2 separate regions of the Hordeum vulgare genome follow, and region 2 is linked to region 1. Evidence: chromatin contacts called from public Hi-C data. All regions are on one chromosome and are shown on one strand. Each heading gives the region's core, a stretch centred on a gene start, on an enhancer-like site or on the middle of the called end of the contact. The rest is flanking DNA. Distances are from core to core; before and after follow the strand shown. Region 1 holds the start of LOC123451029 (F-box protein At1g55000). Region 2 holds the start of LOC123447319 (suppressor of disruption of TFIIS-like).

The links. A called contact is a pair of places that touch in the nucleus more often than the background predicts.
Region 2: a contact with region 1 is called in a Hi-C map of seedling, with 1.9 times the contacts expected there. The contact joins the promoter of LOC123447319 here to the promoter of LOC123451029 in region 1. A contact is called at or near these places in 2 of 6 Hi-C or Micro-C datasets (leaf and seedling).

The regions. Positions count from the first base shown.
Region 1 is chr4H:13,069,906-13,077,634 of MorexV3_pseudomolecules_assembly, reverse strand. LOC123451029 (F-box protein At1g55000) reads left to right here and starts at 4,489. Exons shown (of 2, transcript XM_045128047.1): 1 at 4,489-5,015; 2 at 5,863-6,443. The coding sequence starts at 4,665. The coding sequence ends at 6,237.
Region 2 is chr4H:13,292,259-13,299,987 of MorexV3_pseudomolecules_assembly, reverse strand. It overlaps LOC123447319 (suppressor of disruption of TFIIS-like), which reads left to right and starts at 2,990. Exons shown (of 7, transcript XM_045123910.1): 1 at 2,990-3,159; 2 at 3,255-3,418; 3 at 3,524-3,561; 4 at 3,649-3,736; 5 at 3,842-4,075; 6 at 4,368-4,433; 7 at 5,132-5,590. The coding sequence starts at 3,123. The coding sequence ends at 5,323.

The DNA.
Region 1 (7,729 bases), core at 3,240-5,739:
CTTAGATCTGTGTCGCTTGGAGGCACTCGAGGTAACTGCGCAAGTGCGGAGGCCGGCGACCGGCGACCAGCGCAGCCAAGGTAGCAAGGCAAGCTCTTGCCTCTCCAGGAGCTCGATTTCGATGAGACTCACAAGCGAGGGAGCGAGGAGATCTCGATTCTCCGCGGGCGAGCTCAGTGGTGTGGAGTCGCACCAATGATCTTTTTTTTTAAGATTTCAGGACTGCCTGACCTACAGCCAATGGGGAGGAAGAGGAGCGCGGCTGAACGCGCAATTGCCTGGGGAGCACAGGCGATTTCGGTAGGGAGGAGTTTCGAGGCTTGATATATTGACTGGTGTTAATTTATATAGTCATGGATCGGACCGTGATGCTTCGAGGCTCCTGCAGAGTCCTTGTCCGAAACCGGTCAAGCGAGGCGAGATCATGCGGAGAACGACGCTCGTTTTTAATTATTATTAGGTGCGCTTGGGTCGGGTGCGCTTGAGTCGTTCATGAACAAAACGGTTTTGAACTGCGGGTTGAATAACAAAAATTACAAGGTTTTTTTTATAAAAATAACGTGGTGGGTTTTCCGACGGAAGCAATAGCCGTTTTATTATTACTAGCAAAAGGACTCATGCGTTGCAACGGGAGAAAGAAATACCACACGCTCTTAATTTATAAAAAAATGGTCTATAATCTGAGAATTTACAGTTACGACACAAACAAAGATGGTCTTATCCTACAAAAATGCAGTTCAAAATTTCACAGGTCTTCTATTTTAACACGGCTTGCACGTAGATTTAATACGTACAAAGAATCAGTCAAGTGGCCTTCAGTTTCATCTCCAATCCTGATTTTGTTGACGTGTTCATCCCCAACCCGGATGAGTACTGGTATGAAAGAAAGACGAATAATGACTTATTTATTACACCCTAGATAGTATTTTTATTGAACGTTTAACAGATAAAATAATATCATATTTAAATTCTACATATTTTTCTAATCAAATTCCATATGTAATATGTTAAATTTGAAGTTACGTTTAAAAGATATAAGTATTTTAAAAAACATTTAATATATACTACGAGTTTAATATCATAAATAGCAAGGTTTTTTTTGTGAAATCACTTTGGTGGGTTTTCCGACGAAAGCGATAGCCTCTTTATTATTAGGTAAAGATATATAATAGATATATATTAGGTAGTAGGTATAGATATAGATATAGATTGTTTTTGCGGGACGGCCATTTACCTCTAGAGATGCTCTAACAACGTCACGTGAGGTGGCATTCCCAAATATAGGAGTGTTTCTCTTGTAGAGACTGGTTCTGGACCTCAGGTACCAACTTCATCTCATCTCATCTTCATCACTTCACATTCGGAGGTGAGGATGAGATTTGAGCTATTTAATTTGTAAAAACGAAGCCATTGCATCGGTAGACATCAATCGACGGACCAAGGAGAAGGGTACCAGCTAGCTAGTAGATGGAGACGGAGAATTGAAGGCCATGGCGGTGGTACCACCACCAGCACAGCACAGTAGACAGTAGTTCCAACAGGCCAACAGCCGGGGCCGGGGGCAACCACCGCCAACCGATCTGCCCGACAGGATCAACGCCCCACCGGTCGACGGCGAACAGCAGGTCCTATCTGTGGCAAGGACGGCGAGCAGCGCTGGCCTGTCCGGCGCCGGCAGCGACGTAGGTGGGCATGGCCGCCCCGAAAACGACCCCGCGCTGGACGAAGGAAGGCCCCGCCCCCATTCAATTCAGACGCTGATTGAATGAAGTATCATCGGCGTCAGTCCCAACTTGGAACAGGCCATGAACATGCAGCTAGCTGCCTTCAATTGATTGTTTCCATCTTGGATTGGACGTGCCGGCTTCCCAGCCTAGGGGTATCAGATCGGATCACATATCAGTCATTGCTAAATCTGCTCACACATGCTAGCTAGCAGTATCTCCCTTCTCCGCTCTATCAATTTGCCGCTTCATTTAAGGCTGGAGAACGCAAAGAAAAAAAATGGCCGACGATAAAACAGGAGAAAGAAAAACTATAGCTGGTACGTAAGAGCAACTCTAGCGGACAACCTAATTGTATATATACCGCTAAACAACCCAAATGTTAAATTTAACTGGAAAAAAAAATCTTCAATGAAACTACTCCCTCCCTTGGTAAATATAAGTCTTTTAAAAGATTACAATACAGACTACATAAGAATGTATATAAGTCTTTTTAAAATATAGGTTCATTCATTTTGCTTTGTATATACTCTTTAATTTTTTTTAAATGATTTATATTTAGAAACTGGGATAGTAAGCACTAGCTAGATCCGTTTCACCCATGACGCTTCCCCTTAGCCACGCCGCAGTCCCACCCCTCGTCGCTTTCTTCTTCCTCAGCGACGCCAGATTCAACCACATTTGTTGTCGCCATAAAGGTTTAATTCGTCGCTGAAGAGCATCGATATGGCCAAAAACGAAGCCGCATGAGGTTGTGGAAGCGGAAGGAGTCCCACAAGTGTGCCTTCGCCGGCAAACGGCGTCAGAATGGTCCTTCTTCACAGTCACTTTGGTCGGGTCGGTAATGAGCGTGCGCACTCCAACGAATCAACGCATTGCAGCAATGGATCCATTGTTCTCATTGTTCAACGTTGGCAGCGTTGCCACTCGAAATCCGACGAGCTCCCCCCTCCACCCCTGGCGTCGTGGTTGCAGGTGCCCCGTTGCTCATATAAAATGCCCAAAATTGTAAAATATTAACCAGCAAGTCCACCTATAACTGATAAAACAAGTTTCACACAGGAGAATCCCCCGCCTGGGTCGGCCCATGCAGTAGGGACCTCCTATACTACGCTTTTCGCGATGTGAGAAAACACATAACACCTGTTTGGGCCGGCCCATGTCTGGGCGTCCTGTTTTTAAATTTTATTTTTGCAATTTTTCTTTAAATAATTTGGGACTTCCAAAATTTTCATGAAGTCAAATATTTCTGGATTCAAATAAAGCTCATGATTTTATAAAAAATATTTCCTTATTCAAACCATGTTTGAAATTTTGGAAATTCATATTTTTTTCATGGTTTTTAAAAAGTGTGTGTATTAGAAAGTATTAATGAAACTGAACAAAGTTTTCCCAATTCAGAAAATGTTCATGAATGGAAAAATATCCAAAAAATTAAAAAACTGTTCGTGACCTACAAAATAGTTTATTCAGCCATAGAATGTTTGCTGATTCAAAAAAGATCATGCATTTCAAAAAATATTCATGAATTTCAAACATTGTGCCAGAAATTTTCAGAACAATGTTTGTCTATTCTAGAAATGTTTGTCGATTCAAAGAAATGTTTACAAAACGTTCATGGTTTAAAGCAAATGTTTGCAAATAGTAGAAAATGTTCATGAAGTCAAATATGTTCATGATTTCATATATGTTCACGAGTTAAAAAATGTTTATGATTTCATGAAATTGCGAGTAATAGTGTATATGAATTTTTTTCTCCCGTTTCAACTCATGGAACGTTCGTAAATTTTAAAAATTGTTCCATCAAGTTCCAAAAAATTGTTCGTCAATTCTAGAAATGTTCGCTCATTCATGAAAATTGTGTAGATTTTTTTCACAATAATTAAAAAGTGTTTGCAAATATTATAAAATGTCCATGAATTCAAAAAATGTTATTGACTCTAGAAATAGTTCGAAAAATAGTATAATTATTCACGAATATGAAAAATGTTAATGATTTCAAGTTTTAAAAAAGTTCATGATTCACGAAACTAAGAGTTTTTGTTTTCAAGAGTATGTCAATGACGTATCATATTTTTATATAAGAGATCAAAATATTTATAAGAATCCTACGGTCAATGTGAAAATCAACCATAAGTACACCTACTCCCACCGATACAACTGAGTCACTGTCTCACAAATCTATTTAGACCACCTACACCGACTGCTGCTCGTCTTCAATCATAAAATTCCTCAAGGATCCACCTGGCTAGCTTTCTCGGGTCTCTGAATTGCTCCACACGGCTAAAGACTCTAGTGTTCCTTTGCTTTGAAAGCGACCAAATCGCACCAATGACTAAAGAGTCAAAACCTTGCTTGTCATCGCCTTGAAAACCTTTCCGTGCTCTGAGCCACTAGAGTATCCCTACTGCTCGGAGCGGCCATCATTAGTTGCAATGCGTCGAAGCAAGTATGCCAAATCTTTTTCGCATAGACACATTGCACCAAGATATGGTCTATGTTATCCTCTTCCTGCGTGCAAGTGTAACACGAGGAGGGTTCCTCCTACAGGCCATGTCGAGCCCGTCTTTCGAAGGTCCATAATCATGAAACTGAAAGTGATAGTCTATCTGAATGATGCAGCAAAATACGATCATGACCATTGAAGATTATGATATTTTTCGTTGCAACGGACTTTTTAAATTCTTGGAGGACGGGTAATAATACCCGACTTTATCCTGCAGAAAAAGAAAAAGTTAACACAAGGCCTGGCGGAGTTCTGCGGTGCTGTGGTGTGGTGCGGTCCGGGAGTTGTGCACGCACCGCCCCTGAGGACCAACCACATCTCCGTCTCCCCTGCCGACCAGTCAACCACGCCCCGCGCCACCGCACAAGCCGCCTTCTTCCCCCTCGTCCAATCCATCCACCCGCGCGATCCTCCTCCTCCTCCTCCCGGTCGCCATGACCAGCCGCGCCGGAGACCGCGCCCTCCCGGACAAACCCGATCCGGAGGAGCCGTCCCCGATGGGCGGCGGCGACTTCCCGGCCGACCTCCTGCGGGCGGTCCTGCACCGGCTCCCGCCCGCGGACGTCGCGCGGGCGGCCTGCGTCTGCCGCCTCTGGCGCGCCGTCGCCTCCGACCGCGCCGTGCTGGAGGCCGCCTTCCGCGCGCCATGGGGCGTGCGCCGCGTCCTCGGCGACCCGGCCACCAGGGCCTTCTGGCGCGCCGCATCCCTCGCCCGCTTCGCGCTCTCGCACACCGTCCGGCGCGGGGACACCGTCCCCGGCGTCGCGCTCAAGTACTCCGTCCAGGTATCATCTCTCGCTCTCTGTCCATCCATCCTCCCCGTCTGCAGCTTATTATTCAGGTATTGATTTTAGCTGAATCGTGATGTGTGTTCGCTCTGCTACCTGAGGCAACAGCGACACCAACCCATACTGAAATTGGCAGATTCCGCGGTAGCATCGAATCCCATAGTATTGAAATACTGCAAGATGTCTGACGCGAGAGATTGTCTAACAGATAATCTAATGTTATTGGATACCATGGAAGCTCACTGTCGCAGGACTCACCACGCTGTCGTTAGCATAGCTCATCATGTTTTAACCGTTGGCTATCTGATAATGCTCATGATACAATGTTTGATGATAGATACGCTGCTTCCATGATATGCCTGTCAGTACTCTTTGCTCAGCTGCATCAATTAAAATGTTGAGTGTTCTAAACTTCTAATTGATACTAAGGCTGTAGTGGCTCACTTTGTTAGGTCTCAAAGTAATTGAGTTAGCTCTCGACGTTTGGTTTCCATAATGTCGCCACAATTGATAGTAAGGCTGTAGAGTGCCCATGCACCTTCAGCTAATAACCCTTTTTAAGTTCACTGCCGCTGATATAGAATTAATCCGAAACATTGACCACACGGAGTTTCAAACTTGTTGGACTAGTTTTATTGACAAAGTTGTTGATGCAACTCAAATTTGAAAGCAATTGGTATCCTCAGTTACTTCATTTGTGAGTGGCTGAATGCTGGTAATTTGTATCATTCCAGGCAAATGTTTCCACTGTTTCAGAAAGTTATACAGTTGTACTGTGCCTGTGTGAGCAAACATTCTCTATTCTCTATCAAAACGTATTTGATATTGTGTGAATTTCAAACAGGTGACTGATATCAAACGGTTCAACAATATGATGAGTGACCACGGTATCTACTCAAGGGAGAGGCTTCTGATACCAATCAGTGATCCAGAAATCCTGCTGGGTAGCACATGCTACATTGAGATGGATCACAACTCAAAGAGAGAAGTCGCGGTCTTTTATCCCGAGGGCCACCCGAATGGAAATACAGAATCCGTGACAAACGCCGCAGCTGCAAAAAGGCAAAGCAAACGGATTCTCGAGTCGGTGAGGCGGAGCTTGCAAGTCGATGACGGAACTGCTGAGTACTACCTATCCATCACAGACGGCGATCCGAGAGCTGCTATGATGGAGTTCTCGGAGGACCTTAGGTGGGAGCAGCGACAAAAGGGCCATTAGATGCAGGTCAGTGGGAAGTATATACAAGGGTATTGGTGTATAGGTGAGTATATACCATTTGATGATTTCTACCTACTTTTTTCTGCTTGAACCATTGTTGTATTGCCCTCTCCTGTGTGTAATATAATGTGAAACTGTGGACCTCTGTAAGCTGAAACTAAAGAAACATGTAAGGTGGACTTAGAAAGTAATAATTGTAGCAAGTACTGGGTGGCATACAAGCCAGGACTCACTAGGTCGACGTAGACCTCGTTATGTTGCTTCGCTACGAGCCGCCATTCCTTTTGGTTGGCGATGAACTCCCGTGTCGTCGCGAACCCTTGCTGGAGGAGGATCCGATCGATCTCGGCGTCCCGTCGACGCTGCTCCTCCTCCCTGTCCCACATGGAGCGCACGACCATGGCCGCCTCAATGGCATCCGCCTCCGTTGGGGGGGAGGTAACCCTCCGGCGTGATGACTCCCCGTTGCTCTGGCTCCGGCTCCCCATTCATCGCGCGGAGCGGCGGGAGATCCTTCGGCTCTTTTTTGAGCGGTGCGAGGGGCGTCTACGAGTTTGAGCACCGACAAAGGAACTGCCCGTGGTGGAGGAGCCGGACATCAACCCGTGGCGAAGGAGCGCCTACTTGCGTTTGTATTCTCGCGAAGGAGAAGGGACGTCGGTGGCTCAAGACCGCGGTTGGTGTATGGCAGGGCGGGCCGCTTCCTCGCCGCATAGGGGACGAAGCAACGCTTTCGCTTGGGGTCGTCGCCATCGCGCCGGCTAGAGCTCCACATCCCGCTCCATATCGTGAAGGATCGGTGGACGGGGCGGCGAATTTTTGCCACCGTCGATGAGAAATTGAAGCGGGGAATGGGCAATCGCGATTGCAGGGAGATAGGGTTTCGACCCGTATCGCGGTCGCGGACCCGGATATATACCAAAGGGGGCGGGTACGTTTTCGGGCCATCGTAAAAAGTTTATGGGCCGGCCCGACTATACGGGGTCTGGTCTGGCCAGAAAATCAAACCAAGCCCGTAAACTCGCCGAAATAATACGGGCCGCGAGGTTTTAAGGGGTTTGCTAGAGTTGCTCTAAGGCATATGTTGTTGAAGTAGAAGTGAAATCTTGTTTCCTAAATTATTTGTTGCACTCATTGTAGCCCATACATCGAATCCGGGTTCACTTACGCGTCAGTTTAAATATAGGATTTGCTAATTCTTAGTTGCCTGATGTATTTTACGGAGGTGGATGGTTGCCGAACAAGCTCAAAGTCATATGACGGCTACATACTACAAAGTCCATTTTTTTGGAGTGGCAAAAGTGGCGCTTCATACCCGGTTGAAGCTTACGCGACCACCCGTCACCCGGAGTGAGGGGGGCGTGCCGTCGTCCGGCAGTGCAAATAGTCCGATCGAGGTAGTCGCTACGCGCCGCGCGCAGAACAGCCGAGAGGGACGTACGGGCCGACGGATCCGTCGCAACAAGCGTGGGTATTGGTCCATCTCCCACCC
Region 2 (7,729 bases), core at 1,741-4,240, 220 kb before region 1:
GCGCGAACACTCTCCAGCCTTTGAACCTCCAAGGCAATTCTCGGCCCGCTACATTTTTCCCAGACAGGCCCAGGTTGCACAAGGCGCGAGGCCCAGCTAGCAGCAGCCCGGCGTGGCTATGCTGTCCTCAATTATATCTAGCTACAAAAGGCTTTGCTAAAAAAAAAGGCACACGTAAAAAAAAAAAGCTAAAAAAAGGCTATGCTGTGTCCTCCCTCGCTGTCGAAATTAAAGTTTCGTTCAGAAAAAAATTCTAAATTCAAGTGCGAAACAGTGGATATTCTGTATGGTTGATGCACCGCCACATGCAAGTTTGATCAAGCTGGTAGTGACGTTTCTGACGATCTGGACTGCTAGACGAAAAGTAATTCAGGAAGAAGACTTTTAAAGTTTACATTCTATCCATTAAAGTCTGAAGATTAAGGAAAGAAAGGCTTTGTCCTTATCACCTCTCGGGCGGGAGAAAGGGGCATTTTATATCTATCCCTAATAATAAAGCACTCAATATTTCTATCGTACGTTGTGGTTGTTTAAAAAAAACCGACATTTTCTGAATTGTTTTTTGCATTTTTTAGAAAACCCCTGATGTTTCAGGTAATCAGCCCGCAGTCCGGATTTAAGTCAGAAAATCGTTTTTTGTATTTTTTAAAAAATCGTCCGATGTTTCAGGTAATCAATCCACAGTCCGAATTTAAGTCAGCCGAAACGTTACCTGACTTGTTAATTAATCCATATTTTATTTAAAATAAAATTATTCATATCTTTTAAACCTCCGATTTTAACATGTTATATATGAAATTTGATTAAAAAAATATGTAGAATCTAAATAGAATGTTATTTTTAGATGTTGAATACTTCTTAAATATTATTTTTGATGCAAACTTAATTTGTAGTGCACGGTCCTTTTTTTTTCTATTTCCGACGACGATACAAATTGCAACAAACATCCATTAAATTAAAACCAAATTGAGAGAAAAGAAATTATCGTTAACCACACATGCACACCTTTGGAAAACCTCGTGGGGGGAGAAATAACATATTTCTCATTTTATTCCGAGCGACTGTACATTCAAACGTTTTTTCGTTGTGTGAGCACTAAGACCATCGTCGGCAACACAAATATGACGTCATGTGAAAATATATTGCGTTCAGAGCGTGTGTTATTTTCTATTCTGTTGCAACGCACGAATATTAATTCATCCATCCAAATTACCGTCCGTCGTCAATATTGTGGCATGAGTCTCTTTTCGTATTTTTTTCTATAACATTGTATCCCAAACCGTTTCACTGCCTAAACCTTGTGCATCGACGACATTAATATCGTCATTTTTGAGGGTTCGCGGCTATAAGATGGGGTGAGGGGGGAGCCGGAGTGCGCGTTCATCGAGTCAGTTCGTCGGCGCCGGCGTGTGCGGGGCGAAGATGGCGCAGTGGAGAGAGTGCGTCGCAAGCGCTCGTGTGTGCCGCGCGCGGAAGCGGACGTCCCAAATACATAGCGCGCGATGACGATTCGGACCGCGCGCCCAACTCTATATGCCGCGCGCGCGGTTATTGCGCGTCCGCTGGAGACACTCGCGCTAAAATGGATAAATTAGTGACGGGCGCTTGTTTAGTGCGGCTGTTGGAGATGCTCTAAGGCCAACTCCACTGCGCGACCCCATCCTGTCCGCGCGCGTCCGTTTGGGGCAAAACGGACAAAACAGAAGGCCGAGCGCGCGGGAGCAAACGGGCGTTTGTCCGTTTTGTCTCCGTTTTCGACCCATCCCCGGCCCAACTTTGCGCCGATTTTGGGGTGAAACGGACAGCGCGCGGACAGGCGGGACGCGCGTTCGTCCGCTCGTGGCCTGCCAGTCGGTGGCACAAAGTAAAACCCACCCCGCCCCTTTTGGCGACATTTTGCCCCAAACCCTCCCACTTCCCACCGTCTCCCTCTCTCTCCCCCGTCCATGGCCGACGCCCACCCGAATTCCGGCGGCCCGCCGTCCACCAGCCCGGAATGGCCAAGAAGAAGAAGGCCAAGGCGTCAAGGTAGGCGTGGGCGGAGTGCACGGCGGAGAAAATCGCCAAGTTGAACGCGGAATCGGCGAAGAGGAGAAACCGGGGAGCGGCCGTGAAGGACAACGCCGTCGCGCGCAAGTTCGCCGCCGAGCGCGATGCGACGGATGTCACGCGGCGCAAGATCGAGGTCGAGGAGAAGGAGGCCATCGTCAACAAAGCACACGCCCTCCTCATGCTTGGCATTTGTCGTTCGGCCGGTTTCTTTGCAGCGGCCGTCGGCTGGTTGTGTTGTCGGTGAACAAAAATATTCATTTTGAAGGCTGGTTGTGTTGCCGCCCGCTGGTTGTGTTGTCGGTGAACAAAAGTATTCATTTTGGAGGCTGGCTGTGTTGCCGCCCGTTGGTTGTGTTGTCGATGAACAAAAGTATTCATTTTGGAGGCTGTCTGTGTTGCCTGTCGTTGGCTTTGTTGCCGGCGAGGACGTGTAAGCCCTTGACTGTGTTGTCGGCGTGAACTAGGGCCGTTGACATCTGAATCGTTGTTTTTTCAAAGACTGACAAGATAGGGCAAACGGATGCGGCCTAGCTGGATGCGTGGCAAGCGCATCACAAGACAGGGCCGGACACGACCCTTCTCTCCACTCAAATGGACAGAATCCTAACAAAGCGGACGTTCGTTTGGGATCGCGTGATGAAATTGGCCCAAGATGCTCTTAAAACGGTAGACACGGGACGCAGCCGTGAGCCAAGACCGCCCGCCCGCCCGCCGTCCCAATCCATCAGAGGCACTGAGACGCGTGGGAGCTCCGCGACGCGGCCCCCGTGCGAACGCGAGGAACACGAGCCGCTTCCCCGTAACAGACCCGATCGGAAAGCCACCTCACGCACATGCACGCGTGTGTACGCACCAACATTCCCCTGTCATCCACTCTCTCCTTTTCCCCCTTGCGCCCACCTGTTCTGCTCCCGCTCTATTTAAACGCCCCGACCCGCCCCCGTCTTCCCTCGCTCTGCACATCAACCACCCACCCCGACTCTCCTCAAGTCTGAACAGGCTCCTCTGCTCCGTCTTCAAAAGTTCGATCGACCGTTTCCTGCTCCTCGCTCGCAGCTAGCTCTCCGGCCATGGCCTTCAATTCCCCCTTCGACTGCCTCCTCATCGGTAATCAATCAAGCTGACGACATGTACCTTTCTTCTTGGTTCCGACGATCACCATCTGATGAGTTCCTCTGCTCTGCTCCGTGAACTGAATCAAGACCTCGACGACACGCTGTACCCGGGCAACACCGGCATTGGCCCGGCGCTGAGGCGCAACATCGACGAGTTCCTTGTGGCCAGGTTCGGCCTCGCCGCCGACAAGGCCGCCGCGCTCCGCGCCGACCTCTTCCGCTCCCACGGCAGCACCCTCGCCGGCCTCATCGTACGTTTTCTTCTCTTCAAACCCAAAACGCACACGCCAACTTTGCCTTCTCTTTTCTCACGTGTTCGTGTCTGTCTTCCGTCCGCCCGTCGTCAACTTCCGCAGGCGCTCGGCCACGACGTGCACCCCGACGAGTACCACAGGTCGGCACGCTACAGCAACACCCACCTTGTCTTTCTCCAACTTGTCAAACTAATCGACGGCACGTCTAACCATGGATTGATTTGCAGCTACGTGCACGGGAGGCTGCCCTACGACGTGATCGCCGCCGACCCGCAGCTCGCCGCCGCGCTCCAGAGCATGCCCCAGCGCAAGATCGTAAGCACATTACCATCTCTCTCTCTCTCTCGATCGAGCATCAACGGATGATCATCCGACTGAACGAGCAAAATTGATTTATGTTCGCCGCGTGCGTGCGTGCAGCTGTTCACCAACTCGGACCGCGCCCACATGAGGAGGTCGCTGGAGCGGCTGGGCCTCGACGAGGCCCTCTTCGACGACGTCGTGTGCTTCGAGACCATGAACCCGCACCTCTTCGGTGAGGAGGCGGCGGAGGACGACGCCGCCGACGTCGACTGCCCCGCCGTCGTCCTGAAACCGTCCGTCCACGCCTTCGCCACCGCCCTGCGCGTCGCCGGCACAAACCCACGTCGAACGGTAACCATCTGCTGATTTTTTAAGAACGTATCGCAGTAGAAATCAACGCGCATAGCCTCATCTGCTTATAATAATGTAACGAACTGAACCCGATGGACGGAAAGTGACACCGGAGGTAACACAAGCCACCAGCTTTAAAAAACCATTAGCAGCTAATCAAGCCCTTATCAGCAATTATCTTTCGATGAAAGCAAAGCTTATGATAGTACTATATTACTTGTCATCGTCGCGTGCTTGGTTTGTGTTCTTGCCTGATCATCACAAAACTAATAGGTGGATCTCTGTGTGTCAGCTCTTCCTCGACGACAACGAGAGGAACATCGCGTCGGGAAAAGCTCTCGGCCTCCGCACAGCCCTGGTAAATGAACTATCTAATTCATCTCGACCGACCTAATTTAATACTGTAATTCATATCGAAAGCACATGCATATTCTCTTCATCTTTCCTCGACAGTTTATTAGGCTTGCGTGTGAAGGGTCCGTGCTCGATGATTCACAAGCCACAGTAATCAATCTAGAACAGAGGAAACTTGACGCAATTTGCGCAAAACTGATTAGATAGCAGCCAACTAAACGACGCTGAACTGAAGGTTCCGTGGCGCCGAGTCAGTTCCCAGTCGCGTTGCTGTCCTTCGTTGTTGGATGGGTAAAATTAGGTCGGCCGATCAGTCCATCGATCAGGTGGCCGGTGCGCGCTGATTAAGATAGATAGAGACGCCATTATTCCATGTACGAGCAGCTTGGTTTCCAATTAGGCCATCTGGGTTCACATCATTGGGTGGTATTATGGCGAGCGATTAGCCTGATTCTGCACATGCAAGCCTTGGTTTGTGGCTGTCATTGCCCCCAAAGAATGTGGTGGAAGAAACGGGACAAGGAAAAAAGATCTCCCGACGGAATGTGCCATCTTCCATTCCGTCAGCAATCGCTGGCCCATCGCATCAATCAGATAGCGTTTCCTTTGTCGCCGGTCGATTACGTGGCCGTCCAGCATTCTGTACAGATGAAATCGCCGTCGTCATCAAAGGACCATCGTCTGATCGAGTAGTGTTTGCAGGTTGGCAAGAGGGTGAGGAGCAAGGAGGCGGACTATGCGCTGGAGACCATCGGCGGCCTCCGGCGAGCCATCCCGGAGATCTGGGGCGGCGCGGCCGACGGCGAGCTGCAGCCCGACCACAACGTGGAGAGGAACAAGAGCATGAGGGCCGAGCTGGACGCCGTCATCCAGCCCACGTCCATCCAGGCATGATCGACCCACTGATCGATCGATCGCGTCCAGCTCCAATCCAGACGCTACCTGTCCATAATGCAGCGTCGCTAATAAGGCTCCCCTCCTGTATGTATGTGATGTTGTGATCAATCTGATTAAGTCCTGATGCTTAATTATGCGTGTGTACAGTCGATATGCATGTACAGTAGTGGTACCTACCAGCTGACAAACAGAATAAAAGGCATGTATGATTCTGATCAGCACCGTGTTGCAAAGCAAATTAAGCAAAGCAGCTCAATTGCAGTACATGTGCTACGTGCGCTATTATGTTACTTGCTTCTTTACATGATCTATCTATCTATATATATATCTAATCTATCTATCCGTTTGATGTTGCTTGTCGCTTTCGATCAAAGTATTTGATCCTTTGACACCCCACAATCCCTTCCAATGCCCTTTGATCCATACCAAACCGAACAAGGCCTAATGAATAAGATACCTTCAAGCTTAAAAGAAGATGTATTCGCATATCACAAGCAACCATACGCTAGTGAACGGATGAAGTGGACAGCAGTTACAAGCATTCACATAGTGGGAATTTTTCATGTCACCGTTCAGAGCGAAGATTTGATCAAGAAAAGAAGGAGATTCTTTTTCTCAAATAGGTGTGTCGACGTGTCGTGCTCTGTAATGTACCATCACATGCTGTTCTATTATCCATGGTGGCTTAATTTTACGATGCGGTGACATACTGACGCGGACAGGTTTGTACAATTCTTCTTGAATTCTATCTTCCGCCTCATTTTTACATTAATGTACCGAATGATATCTTTTGTATTTTCTTTTGTCAGAGTTGTCGTCGTCGCGGTTCCCTGGACGCCTTTTGGTTGTCGTAGCTGCTTGCATCAACGTTCCGGAGTTTCAATTAAGCCACTCAACATCCAATTGCTACATGTTTATCTTCTAGTTTTAAACTTAAGATAAACGAAAAAAAAACATTTTAACAAGCAAAATATGTACTCCCACCGATCCAAATCAATTGACACGAACTTAGTACAACTTTGTAACTGAACATACTCAATTAATGTGGATCAGAGGGAATAGTATAAATCACCACAAAAAAATAAAAAATAAACATTTTTGTGGGACATTTTGATCGTGTAGCCACACTCAAAATTCCCCCGAGAAAAAAAAACATACATGGTGGTTTGGGAGAACAACAAGATCTTTTTCTGCGAGAAAAAAGGCTTTGTTTTGACCACCTAATTTTATTTTTTGTCTAGATCACCACACATCTTTTCTTTTGCGAGGTACCACACATCTTTTGAATTCATGAACAATTGGAAATCAATTAGAGCAGACGAACATGTTCATCGTTAAATATGTTAGATTTTCTTACCTTTTCCTTTCAATTTCACAGTTGATGAGAGAGCGCAACTCACATTTGAATTGCCTCTTGAGATATTAAAAGAAATCATCGATGCTCATGCCCAATCGTTTGTCACTTTGATGACATATAAGGCTGAAAAGACGGGTTCTAAACAAAATGTAAAAATGTGTCTCAGTTTTCAAATTAGAGAGCGAAATGTGGTGATTTTTCTTTCACACCAAGCTAATATTTCCAGAATGCTAAAACAGACGAGTAGCAAAAAGGTACCCCCAAAAAAAGTGTAGCAAAAACATGAAATACACTGGAATCTTTGAGCCGAAAGATGAAAGGTTCTGTCATTTTCGCTTTTCCTTCATCCAATCTTATATACTCCCTCCATCACAGTTCGAAGGCGTGTTTGGAAATTCTCTGAAACCTATTCGTACTACGCATGCATATATAAGTAGTACAACAGAGTAGTAATTAACTGGTAGGAGTAAATTTAATGCATCCTAAATCTTGTCTATTATGAAAATGCACGTAAATTTAACCGTGCCTTCTAAACTGTGATGGAGGTAATATGTACCCGGATAGAGACATTATATTTTACGGAGAGACTGGACCGAGACTGATCGAGAACGCTTTCCTACCAGCTATACTGACTTTTTTCAGAAGAAGTATATTAGTAGTACTTTTCTGTACGGAGGAAAACTTTTGAAACCTGAGTGTATATACATCATATGTAAAAAAATAGCAATTTAATAAAATATCAAAAAAATCTAAAAATATTTTTAAAATAAACTTGACCTTTCATTGTACCCGACAAAAAAAATATAAAAAGAAAATTACACTTTAACTTCTTTTAAAAAAACAATTTTTCGATCAAAATAGTGGAATAGTGACCTATAATATCAAATATTTTTTGTCTTATTTGTCCAGATGTGAATGTTGAATTTCTTCATGAAAATTTATATACTAGTGCAAAACAAATTCAAGTTTAATCTAAAAATATTTTAAAAACTATTTTGACTTTTTTTTTTCATATAAGGTGCATATACAACCAAGAACGAAAGTGT